Linked DNA regions of Mus musculus: region 1 is linked to region 2. A link is a contact called in public promoter capture Hi-C data. All regions are on one chromosome and are shown on one strand. Each heading gives the region's core, a stretch centred on a gene start, on an enhancer-like site or on the middle of the called end of the contact. The rest is flanking DNA. Distances are from core to core; before and after follow the strand shown.

Region 1 (5,783 bases), core at 560-3,059, 2.0 Mb before region 2:
GTGTTCCATCCAATAGGTGACTGTGAGCATCCACTTCTGTATTTGCCAGGCACTGCATAGCCTCACAAGAGACAGCTATATCAGGGTCCTGTCAGCAAAATCTTGCTGGCATATGCTATAGTGTCTGGGTTTGGTGGCTGATTATGGGATGGATCCCTGGGTGGGGCAGTCTCTGGATGGTCCATCCTTTCATCTCAGCACCAAACTTTGTCTCTGTAATTCCTTCCATGGTTATTTTGTTCGCTATTCTAAAGAAGAATATTCTAATTTGTTCTGCATCCATTTGCCCTGCTACTGGATCCAAGCTATCAACTTCATCTGCGCCATAACTCAGAAAATGGGTAGCTGGGTAGATGACAAAGCTGTAAACAGTCTCAGACATGAATTAGCCCCACGTCCCTCAGCTTTGGAAGCACTCTGGAATCACCTGATACAGAGATGATAGATAGCTAGATAGCTAGCTAGCTACATACATACATACATACATACATACATACATACATAGATCAATCCTTCAGAAAGTCTATTTAATAAATAAATTTGGGATCAAGTTTCTTTTTAATTGGGAGTAGGAGACAGGGTCTTGCTATGTAGCCCAAGCTAATCTAGAACTCCCCATTCTTCCACCTCAGCCCCCTGACAGGTTTGCATCAGTATACCATACATGACAGTATTATTTACAAACTCTTCAATGCGGTTCTACTCTTTAGCCAGAGCTAAACATTAGTCTAATCACCTTAGTTTATTAACAATCAAACTAAAGCTCAGAATGGGTAAGAAAATTGACCAAAGTTTGGCCAGCATGTCTCCACATTCGTTTTTTTGTGGTCTGTGTGTTTCTGCTTTGAGACAAGGTCTCTCTACATATTGCTAGCTGCCCCAAAGTTTGTTCTGTAGACCAGGATGGCCTCAAATACACAGACATCCTCCTGCTTCTGCCTCAGGCCTGCTAGAATCAAAGTTGTGGGACACATGGTATGTCTGCACACTTGTAATGCACCCCTTAGCTCCGGTTACTTGTAGCGCTGGTGGATTCCTGGCCACCATGAAAAGCACAAGGAGCCTAGGGGACAGAGAGAGAGAGAGAGAGAGAGAGAGAGAGAGAGAAACAACAGCAATAAATTGATGGTGTTTATAATTTTTCTAGTTGGAATTAGTCCTGGAAGCATTCCTCCTTAGTCGGAGAAGCACTGTATAATTTACCTTTCACTTTGGCAGTAGCACTTACGCTTCTGCCACGACTAAAATGGGTTCGCATTCCCTGACCACAAAAGGACAGAGATAGATCTGCGCATTCACCACTCACTGCCCGCAACATTAGCAAAGCTCCCTAGAAGGCTGCTTGAGGTGCCTAAAATGCTGCTCTACAGTGATCACCCAGAGCTGAGAGAACCTCGGTGGAGAGGTGAGAAGACAAGAGGGCTGGGAAATAAGAGAAAGCATTCTCTTCTAGGGAGAGGAAGCTGGGAATCCACTGAGAATCGGCCGGCATTGCCAGGAGGTAAGGTGAGGGAAGGAGAAGAATTTCAATGAGTTCAGAGAGCTTCTGCTACCCTAGTAACAGAAGTGTAGTGGACAGCATCAGGACACCAATCCTCTCAAAACCCGACAGCCAGAGCATGTGAAAACTGACTCTTCAGCATGACTAAATGCGAAAAGTGTTCCTGACTCCAGAAACTGAGCCTCATTAGCGAACAGCTCACCCACCAAGCAACCAACCCTCCACTTCGCTCCTTTAGCTCCTCAATACCAACCACCAGATGCCAAAAGCAGAGGGAGGCTCTTGCGTCACGTGATACTGCGATCACGTGACGCCTTCCGGGTGAGCCAAGGCATAGTCCAGTTCCTGCAGCCTTAGGGAGGGGTCCGCCGTGCCCACACCCAGCCAGACTCGACCATGCTGTCCCGCCTGCTCAAAGAACACCAAGCCAAGCAGAACGAACGCAAGGAGCTGCAGGGTGAGCTCAGCGTCCGGTCGGTCGGCAGCTCCCGGCCGCGGCCTAGCTTCTTCCAGAGGCCTGGACCTCGGGTAACCTCCCAGATCAAGGAGAGGGCGCCGGCTAGCGGGCGACCCGAGTGCCGGGCAGGGAATTGGGGGCGGCACTTCTGGAAACTCCGTCCCCTTGCCAACCAGCCCTGGTCCCCTTGGCACCACTCGGGTCCCTGCGCCACCTCCCTCAATCCCGCCCAGGCGGCGCCTGAGTCCCGCCCCTGGAGCGCGAAACGCGTTGCCAATTGGCCCAGCCAGCTTCTCACCCCGGAAGTGGGAGGAATTGGGGACTGCCCAGTCTGCCACACAGCTAAGGCACAACTTTCCCCAGGCCTAGACTGGGAATCCTGGAGTTGCCAATCCATTGCCCAAAGTAGTGGAAAAAGGATGTCTAGGAAGAGTCCTGGGCGTACCTGATGGAGTGTCCATTCCCTTCTCAGGGCCCCAGTTTCTTTGCCTCCAAAATAAAGGGGTTTGTTTTGTTTATGTATGGAAGGTTCTTTTTAAGAGGTCTGGCATTAGTTGGCAGTTTCTAGAACAGTAATAAGTGCGTGAGGACCCATTAGCACCATCTTTCAAATACGAAGTCTGCTCCAACCCCTTTCCCCTTCCCCAGAGAAGAGGAGGAGAGAAGCTATCGCTGCAGCGACCTGCCTGACCGAAGCGTTGGTGGATCACCTCAACGTGGGGTATGAACCTCTTCCCTCAACTCCGGTTTCCTCCATCCACCCTGGTTACACAGCATCTGGGCCAGCTTTCAGAAGGACCCGGTGCTCCAGTAACTCCTCTGATCTGTCCCCTCCCCCTAATGTAACTTTGTGGAGACTTGAGTCAGCTTTCACTCTCTAACGCTGATGGGGGCGACAGCTGCAGTGGTTGGGAAAACAGAATTCCCCTCCCCACACTAACTTCCCTGGCACAACTTGATGCCATCTGGCCAACTCGACTAACCCTTATATGTCCAGCTGTCACTTGGGTGGGAGGGAAGGACAACCTCTTCCACCACGTACCCTCTTTCCTTCCTCACCTCCTACTCTCTGGAAAGCCTGCGAAACAAATGGCAGGAACAGGATGGCACAGCTGGTAGAAGTAAGGAAGAGCCTAAGCCAAGAGCTGTGACAAAACCAGGCTGTCTCTTCCTTTCCTTCTGGGTCTCCAGGGACCCTTCCCCCAACCTTAACCCTCAATGAGAAGACCAGTGGTATCCAAAGACTTGGAAAGATTCCCTGGCCCTGCATGACTCATAAGAGTGCAGAGATGGTGATCTGATTGTCTATGGGAAGAAAGGAGGCACATACTATGCCTTCCGCCCAGGGCGAGTGACAGGCTTGGTTGCAAATCCAGAGACTGATTCATCCAAGGGAGTCATGCAGGGTTAGGGTCATCAACCATTACTCATCTTGAGGGGAGATTAGGGGGAAGAATGGCTGTGGTTGGGGGCTCTGGTCTCCTTTGTCTCCAGACAGCTCTCTCCTCCTCTTCTCTGGTGTTCCCACACTGGCACATCCTTTGCTACATTTGTGACGCTGGCCAGACTTCTTTCTGTTTACTTGCTAGACGCCACCCCACATTCGAAGCTTAGAGGGCACCTAAGCCAAATCCTGATTAGAAAGGGTTTTGTGTTGCTCCCCACAGCTCCTATTCTCCAGAAAATAAAACAAAGGCCTAGTTTGTCTCAGCCCTTGTCAGGTGCCCTGCCCACTTTCTTGAAGCCCCCCCCCCCACCCAGCCCTTTGCCTCCTCTGCCCCCACACATTCCAGTGGGTGAGGGCACCGGATGTGGAGTCTCCTTACTGACCTAGAGCTTTGGAATAGGGAATGAAAAGGTCATCTGCTAGTAAGAGAGGGAACACTGGTTATGTAAAAGGGAAAGTGAAAAACACTGGTGGAGGATGGAGAGCTAACCTCTTAGCAGTGATAGTTACCACAGCCAGCACCTTGACTGAGCTGAGAAGTGTCAGCACTGGGCAGTGTGGGTGGGGTGGTGTTCACTCATCTGTGTGGGTGGGAGAGTTGGGTCTGAAGGTGAAAGCCTGTGATCCCAGCTCTTGGACTGTAGAGGCAAGAGGATTAGATCAAGGCCAGCTTCATCCACATAGCGAGTTTGGGGTCATCCTGGGCTACATAAGACCCTGTCTCAAAACGGGGCCTGGGAAGAACCAAGAAAATCTCTTGGGGTAGGCTCATTTGACCCAGGATTCCTGAGGAGGGGGTGTGGTCTCCCATCCCACTCCAGATCCAGGGAGGGGCCTGACTTCCTTTGCAACTTCTTGCAGAGCTCACTGGGCTTCAAATCACAGCCAGATGTGTCCCTGCTGCTGCTGAATTTTCCCACGCTCCCTTTTCCCTCCCAGCTTCTTCCTCAGGGATATCCCCCCAGGTTAACCTTCCCTGCCCCAGCTCAGATGCAGAAACTTCTTGAGAGGATAGGAAATGGTTACTAGTCAGCTCCGGACTTGGCTTTCCTGGGAACCTTGGGATTGGAGGAAGGAGCCTGCTTCATTTGGGTCATATCCAGAAAAGGCCAGAGTCCCAAGGTTTCCTCAGTCCTCCCTCCTGGCTGATCTCCCACGACTGTTATAGGCTGTTTCCCCTGAAAACCACCCCATATGAGTTGGATAAGCTGACATACCCCCTCCTCCAATCCTTAGTGTGGCCCAGGCCTACATGAACCAGAGAAAGCTGGACCATGAGGTGAAGACTCTACAGGTCCAGGCTGCCCAGTTTGCCAAGCAGACAGGCCAGTGGATTGGAATGGTGGAGAACTTCAACCAGGCACTTAAGGTGGGCCTCACTCAGTACATCACTGCCTTTAACTGAACCGACATTGGCTGTCTCCAGTCTCATAAATATCCCAGACCTAGGGTTAATGAGGAAGTGGGGATGGTCCCAGATACTCTTTTCTATGGCTATAGTATCAGAAAAACTAGAAAGAAAAAGGGCAGGATCTCAGGATATAGCTCGGTGACATGTTTAGGGCCCTAGTACATGTCTGGGTTCAATCCCCAGCACTACAAAATAAAAGTACTCAGAAAACCCTGAGTATGGTACATGGACCAGTGCTACCAGCTCGTCTGGACGCTGATGCAGGAGATAGCTTAAGCCCAGGAATTGAAGCCAACCTGAGCAACACTGCAGTAATTCATCTCAAAAGAATGCGAGACAGACAGAAAAGCAGTTGATGGGTCTGAGTAAGCCACCCCAGCTGGCCTCAATCTCTTCTCCCCTTTCCCAGGAAATTGGGGATGTGGAGAACTGGGCTAGGAGCATCGAGCTGGACATGCGCACCATTGCCACTGCGCTGGAATACGTCTACAAAGGGCAGCTGCAGTCTGCACCATCCTAGACTAAAACCCACCCCTCTTACTTCACCCTCCTGGACAGGAGGGAAACTGGTGAGCCACGAATAAAAACACAAGCTTCCATTCTATGTGGTGTGTTTGAAGGAGTCACTAGCGCCCCGTAAGGCAGTGGGAATTCAGAGGTGGTTTCCCTGTGGGGCAAGTGCCTTTGGTGGAGGGTACCCCTACTCTTCCTTTAGCCTAGTTCAGATACCTTTGGGTGAGCAGAAAGTAAGTTCCCCCAGGCCTGCCCAGAGGTGAATGGTCTCTGCTTGAAACTTTCTACTTCCAGATTTCAGTTTCCCGCAGAGCAGAATTAAGGCAGGGAGCAGAAGCTGAACTAGTGAGTCCTCAGCTCTGGCTCTTGGCCTCGCTCACATGCTCTTCCAGGCTGTGCTAAGCAGTGTCATGAGGCTGGGCCAGGCTGGAGATTAATTCTTGGGGGACACTTT
Region 2 (5,692 bases), core at 2,910-5,409:
TCCGCCTGCCTCTGCCTCCCGAGTGCTGGGATTAATTTTTCCTCTTAAGAATATTTTATGGGGGCTGGAGAGATGGTTCAGTGGTTAAGAGCAATGATTGTTCTTCCAGAGGTCCTGAGTTCAATTCTCAGCAACCACTTGGTGGCTCACAACCATCTGTAATGGGATCTGATGCCTTCTTCTGGGTGTGTGTCTACGATGTACTCGTATAAATAATAATAAATAATTAAAAAAAAGATTATGTGTAGGAATGCACAGTGCGTGCGTGCAGTGCTCGAATATGCCAGAAGGGGGCGTCATGTCTTCTGACCATGGACTTTTAGACTGTTGTGAGCCACATTTTGGTTCTGGGAATCGAATCTGTGACCTCTATAAAATCAGTAAGTGCTTGTATCCACTGAGCCATCTCTCTAGCCCGCCACTTAATATTAAGAAAAAAAAAAGTAAAAGTCCTGAATCAAACAATCAGACCATATTCCCCACTCCCTAAAATAGGATATGTGTGCTTGACAGTCAGCAGGGTCAAGTGAAGTTATGCATGTAGCATTGAAAGCCCATTTAGCCCCTTAAAGTTAATCTTTGTGATTATAAAGTATTGCACGGTGATTGTAGGACAGTAGGAAGTTTAGGAGCTAGGGAGATGGCCCAGTGGGCAGCGCGCTGAGGTGTCAGCGTGAGTACCTGAGCTTGGATCTGGAGGTCATATGTAAGGCTTCGGGCGGTAGTGTGGACATCTGAGGTCGTATTTCAACCCCACATATGTGCTGTGACACACTCACACTCAAGCCCTCAAGTATACACACACACACACACACACACACACACACACACACACGCATACCCCCACTGATATTTTGATATACTTCTATTTTTTTCTTCCTGTTCCTTTAGTAATGAGTATTGAAAAATGTTTTCTGGAATAATATTGCATTTTAGTTTTATCTCTTAGTTTGCATTTTTGCTTATCCGTGTAGTTGAGTAATATTTCAAGCAGAATCTCGACCTCTTTCTACGCGGTGTGCTGTCAGCTTGACACAGCTTGACACAGCTGAGAAGAGGGACTCAGGGACATGCCTCCATCAGATTGGCCCCGCCCACTGTGGGAGGTGCCACCTCTGGGAAGGTGGTCCTGGGTTGTATAAGAAAGCAGGCTGAGGTCTGGGTATGGTGGCACAGAACTCCAGAGGGAGAGGCAGGTGGATCTCTGTGACTTTGAGATCAGCTTGGTCTATATAGAGTTCTGGGTCAGCCTGGTTGAGATAGTGAGAACCTGCTTCAAAACAGAACAAAATAAGACAAAATAAGACAACAAGAGAAGTAGGTTAAGCAGGCTGAAGGCCGTGGGAGCAAGCCAGTAAGTGGTGTTCTTGTGCAGTCAGTGAACGGTGTTCTGCTGAGGTGTCAGCTTCCGTTCCTTCCTCAGTTCTTGACTTTCTCTGATGGTGCAGTACACCGTGAGAGGTGACGTGAACCCCCTCCTCAGGTTGTTTCTTGTCAGTGTTTGGTTACAGCAACAGAGAAGCAGAGGAGAACAACAGGTTATGGTCTGTACCATGTCTACTGACTTTTCTCTAGCATTCCAAACTAACCACGCTGAATTTGAATATTTGAATGACTCAGTTTCCACAAGTTCGTTCATCACCATTCTAACAAAAAGCTTTCTATATATAGATTATGTTTTATGTGTATGAGTGCTTTGCCTGCACTGCTGCCCAGTGCAATGTTTTGAATATGCTTGGCCCATGGGAAGTGGCCCTGTTAGGAGGTGTGGCCTTATGGGAGGACATGTAGCCTTTTTACAGAGTGATTCAGACCCTCCGCCTGGCTGCAGTCAGATCAAAATGTAGAACTCTCAGCTCCTCCAGCACCATGTCTGCCTGCCGTCAGCCATGCTTGCCACTATGATGATATGGACTGAACCTCTGAACCTGTAAGCCAGTCCCAATTAAATACGTTCCTTTGTAAGACTTGCCTTGGTCATGGTGTCTCTTCTCAGCAGTGAAACCCTAAGACATCCAGAGGTCAGAAGAGGCCACTGGGTCCCCTGGAGCTGGAGTTATGGATATAAGCTACTATGTGGGTGCTGGAAACTGATCCCAGGTCCTCTGCAAGAGCAATTGCTTTCCCCTGGTGAGTCATCTCTTCAGCCTTCTTCTAACGTGCCTTTGTTTATTTGTTTTAGATGTTGTCTCAGGTCTTACTGCTGTGAGCAAACACCATGACCAAGACAAGTCTTATAAGGACAACATGTAATTGGGGCTGGCTTACAGATTCAGAGGTTCAGTCCATTATCATCAAGGCAGGACTTGGCAGCATCCAGGCAGGTATGGTGTAGGAGGAGCTGAGAGTTCTACATCTTCATCTGAAGGCTGCTAGTGGAAGACTGACTTCCAGACAGCTAGAACTAGGGTATTAAAGCCCACACCCACAGTGACACACGCACTCCAACAGGGCCATACCTTCTAAAAGTGCCACTCCCTGGGCCAAGCACATACAGAGCATCACATTTCACTCCCTGGCCCCCACAGGCTATTCAAACACACGAGTCTATGGGGGCCATATATAGCCAAAGCACAATGCAAAATACATTTAGTCCAACTTCAAAAGCCCCCCCCCCCCGAGTCTGTAGCAGTCTCAACAATGTAAAAGTCCAAAGTTCAAAGTCTCTTCTGAGATCCATCTAATCACTTAACTGTAATCCCCAAACCAAGACAGGAAATCAGCTGGGCAAACTCTAAACTCTGCATCTCCATGTCTGATGTGAAAGTGGTCTTGTGTCACCCAGCCTGGCCTTGACCTTGCTATGTAGCTTAGGATCACACTGAATCTTTGATCCTCCTGTCTTTACCTCCCCAGGGCTGTTGTTACAGGCACATGTTGCCACTGTCTGCTTGTGTGGTGCTGGGCGTAGAACCCAGCACTTCATGTGTATCAATCAGGCAAGCGCTCTCTCAACTGAGTAACACCTTCAGCCTTCTTCTGTAGCTGGGCAAGTTCTATCTGCAAATTAGGGTTGATACTATTTTGCAAGGTTGTCATGAGGACTGGTAATAATGTACATATGTGGACCTTGATAAAAAGAATCTAATCTTTGGCTTATGGCTTTATTAGTCTGTAAGTGCAGGCGCTCATATTTGTATAATATTCCAAGCGAGTGATGCCTTCTGCTTCCCATTCAACTCTTGTTTACGGAGCACCGTGACCCCTAAGTGCTGTTCACAAGGCATTGCATGCCTATTTTTCTTGGACATTTGTCCTCGTTTTCTCCAACTCTACCATCCTGCCTGGCCCGTGGGAGCAGGTGTTTAGCAGTGTGAGCTGAGCTGAATAATTTAGTGAGGAAAGAAACACACACACACACACACACACACTACGTAAAAGCTGGAAGTCTGTCATGAGAGCACTAACACGGACAAAGTGCCTTAAACTGCAGATCTGGCAACATTAATTTTGAGTAAGTGTGCTGGTGGACTCTGATTATGGGAACTGAGGAAAAAGCCTTTTTTTTTTTTTTTTAAGATTTATATATAAATACATTGTAGCTGTCTTCATAAACACCAGAAGAGGGTGTCAAATTACAGATGGTTGTGAGTCACGATGTGGGTGCTGGGATTTGAACTCAGGACCTTCGGAAGAGCAGTCAGTGTTCTTAACCGCTGAGCCATCTTTCCAACCACCCCCTTCTTTTTAAAAGATTTATTTTATTATATGAGTACACTGTAGCTGTTTCCAGACACACAAGAGGGCATCAGATCCCATTACAGATGGTTGTGAGCCACCATGTGGTTACTGGGAATTGAACTCATGACCTTTGGACGAGCAGTCAGTGCTCTTATCCACTGAGCCATCTCTCCAGACCCAAGATGTGTGTATCTTATTTCTGAGCAAGAGGAGGGTTGATGAATGGGTCCCCAGGAGCCACATTTTGATGAGACCAACCAGTCTTTGAAATATCCAAGCGTTTCTGAAAACACTGCCTTTAATTCGGTGTGAGTGGGTAGCGGGAATAAGAGAAACAGCAGGTGAGGGAGTGGGAGGATGGTTGAGGTGCAGAAGGCAATATAGTGGCCAGCATCGGCGGTCGCGAGGCACCGCCCATCAGCCCCGCCCACCGACCACGCCTACCAAGCCCCGCCCACGAGCTGCACGCCGCGTCTCCTTCGTGCTGGCCCGCGGAGCGTGCGCCGGCGGCGGAAGCGGCTGTCCTAGGTCGAGCGGGCAGGAGGAGGCTTGCGGGCCTCATGGCAGGAGCTCCGGGCGGCGGCGAGCTCGGCCCTGCGGCTGGCGAGCCACTGCTGCAGCGACCCGACTCTGGCCAGGGCTCGCCTGAGCCGCCGGCCCACGGGAAGCCCCAGCAGGGCTTCCTCTCCAGCCTCTTCACCCGGGACCAGAGTTGTCCGCTCATGCTCCAGAAGACGCTGGATACCAGTAAGAGCCGCGACCTGGAGGCTGGGGTCGGGGTGGCACAGGACCCGGGGGGTGAGGAAGGGCCCGGACGTGCCCCCACTGATCCCGGACTGCACTGCAGCCCTAGGGCTGCGTGGGCGGGAGGGGGCGTGGGCCTCCGCCCCACTCGCGCTTCTGAAGGCCTGGGCTGGGAGTCTGCCCTCCTGGGTCACACTCACCAGTTTCTTATGTAAGTTTTGCAGCGGCACGGGCTCTAGGGTGCAGGTGAGAGCTGGAAAGAGCTCCATTCATTAATAAGGCAGCTCTACTTCTGGCTATGCACCCCTTCCCTGGGGTGGGGGTGGGGTGGGCGATTCTTTAACCTTCAGTCACTGCAGTAGGAACTGTGGAGAATGCTAGAATAGGAACTTTTGAAAACCCTCGTGTTTATGCACCTAAGTGCATTTTTCTAGGGAGAGTTCCTAGCTTCATCATAGTCTCTAAGAAGCCTGTGACATCTAAGAGGTTTATTATTGCCGCGGGTCACCCAGGCACACTGGCTCCCACTGAGCAATTTATCTCCAGTCCCGGGACACTGCCTTGCTCCTCTGCATCTGCAGATTGCCTGTCTACCTCAGATTTATTTAGGAAAGTAAGATTTAAATGTATTCGACCCTCCAAATAGTTACTATTTTATAGCAGAATTGGTCATAATTCAATCATCAACTGATCAAAGATTTTACTGTCTTCTTTTTAAAGCTTTTTTTTTTTTGATTTCTTTATTTTTGTGTGTGATTGTCTCGCCTGCATGTGTGTCTGCGCACTCTCTGCATTCCTGGTGTCCAGGACTGTGAGCTACTATGCAGGTGCTGGGGAACTCACCCTGGGTTCTCAGCGAGAGCAACAAGTGCTACTAACCACTGAGCCATCTTTTTAGCTCCCTTCCTCCCTCCCTCCTTTCCTCTCCCTCCTCAGAGGTGAGAACTGAACCTAAGACCTTGTGCTTACCAGGCAAGGCCCTACCACTGGGCTCAATCCCTAAGCCACCGTTCTTCTCTCTTACTGGCCATAGACTCACACATTTCTGCTTGCTAACCCTCATTGAAGAACTTTGGTGGGCAGGTCCCATTGGGCTGTGGTACTCAGAGCGAGGCATGGTGCTACCACAGAGAGCAGTGTAGGCGCTGCCTTCCTCCAGTCTAGGTTCTATGCTGGTTTGTTTTTCTAACCGTGGCCCAGGATGCCCATGTTCTCCTAACACGGGCCCTAATGCGAAGCGTTTAGTCACTTTAGCAAAACCAACTTT

What was found. Capture Hi-C pulls out chosen DNA fragments and counts their contacts.
Region 1: a contact with region 2 is called in a promoter capture Hi-C map of adipose tissue, with 6 times the contacts expected there. The contact joins the promoter of Bloc1s1 here to the promoter of Atp23 in region 2. A contact is called at or near these places in 6 of 39 promoter capture datasets (the 3T3-L1 cell line, cranial neural crest, embryonic stem cells and 2 more), 3 of 484 Hi-C or Micro-C datasets (B cells, CD4 T cells and rod photoreceptor), 1 of 115 datasets of contacts at active chromatin or transcription factors (astrocytes) and 2 of 9 other capture datasets (adipose tissue and liver).

Annotation. Positions count from the first base shown.
Region 1 is chr10:128,919,550-128,925,332 of GRCm38.p6, reverse strand. Bloc1s1 (biogenesis of lysosomal organelles complex-1, subunit 1) reads left to right here and starts at 1,809. Exons shown (of 4, transcript NM_015740.3): 1 at 1,809-1,958; 2 at 2,607-2,679; 3 at 4,642-4,774; 4 at 5,226-5,419. The coding sequence starts at 1,898. The coding sequence ends at 5,336. It also overlaps a transcript of Rdh5 not described here.
Region 2 is chr10:126,899,838-126,905,529 of GRCm38.p6, reverse strand. It overlaps Atp23 (ATP23 metallopeptidase and ATP synthase assembly factor homolog), which reads left to right and starts at 4,159. Exons shown (of 6, transcript NM_001159559.1): 1 at 4,159-4,428. The coding sequence starts at 4,242.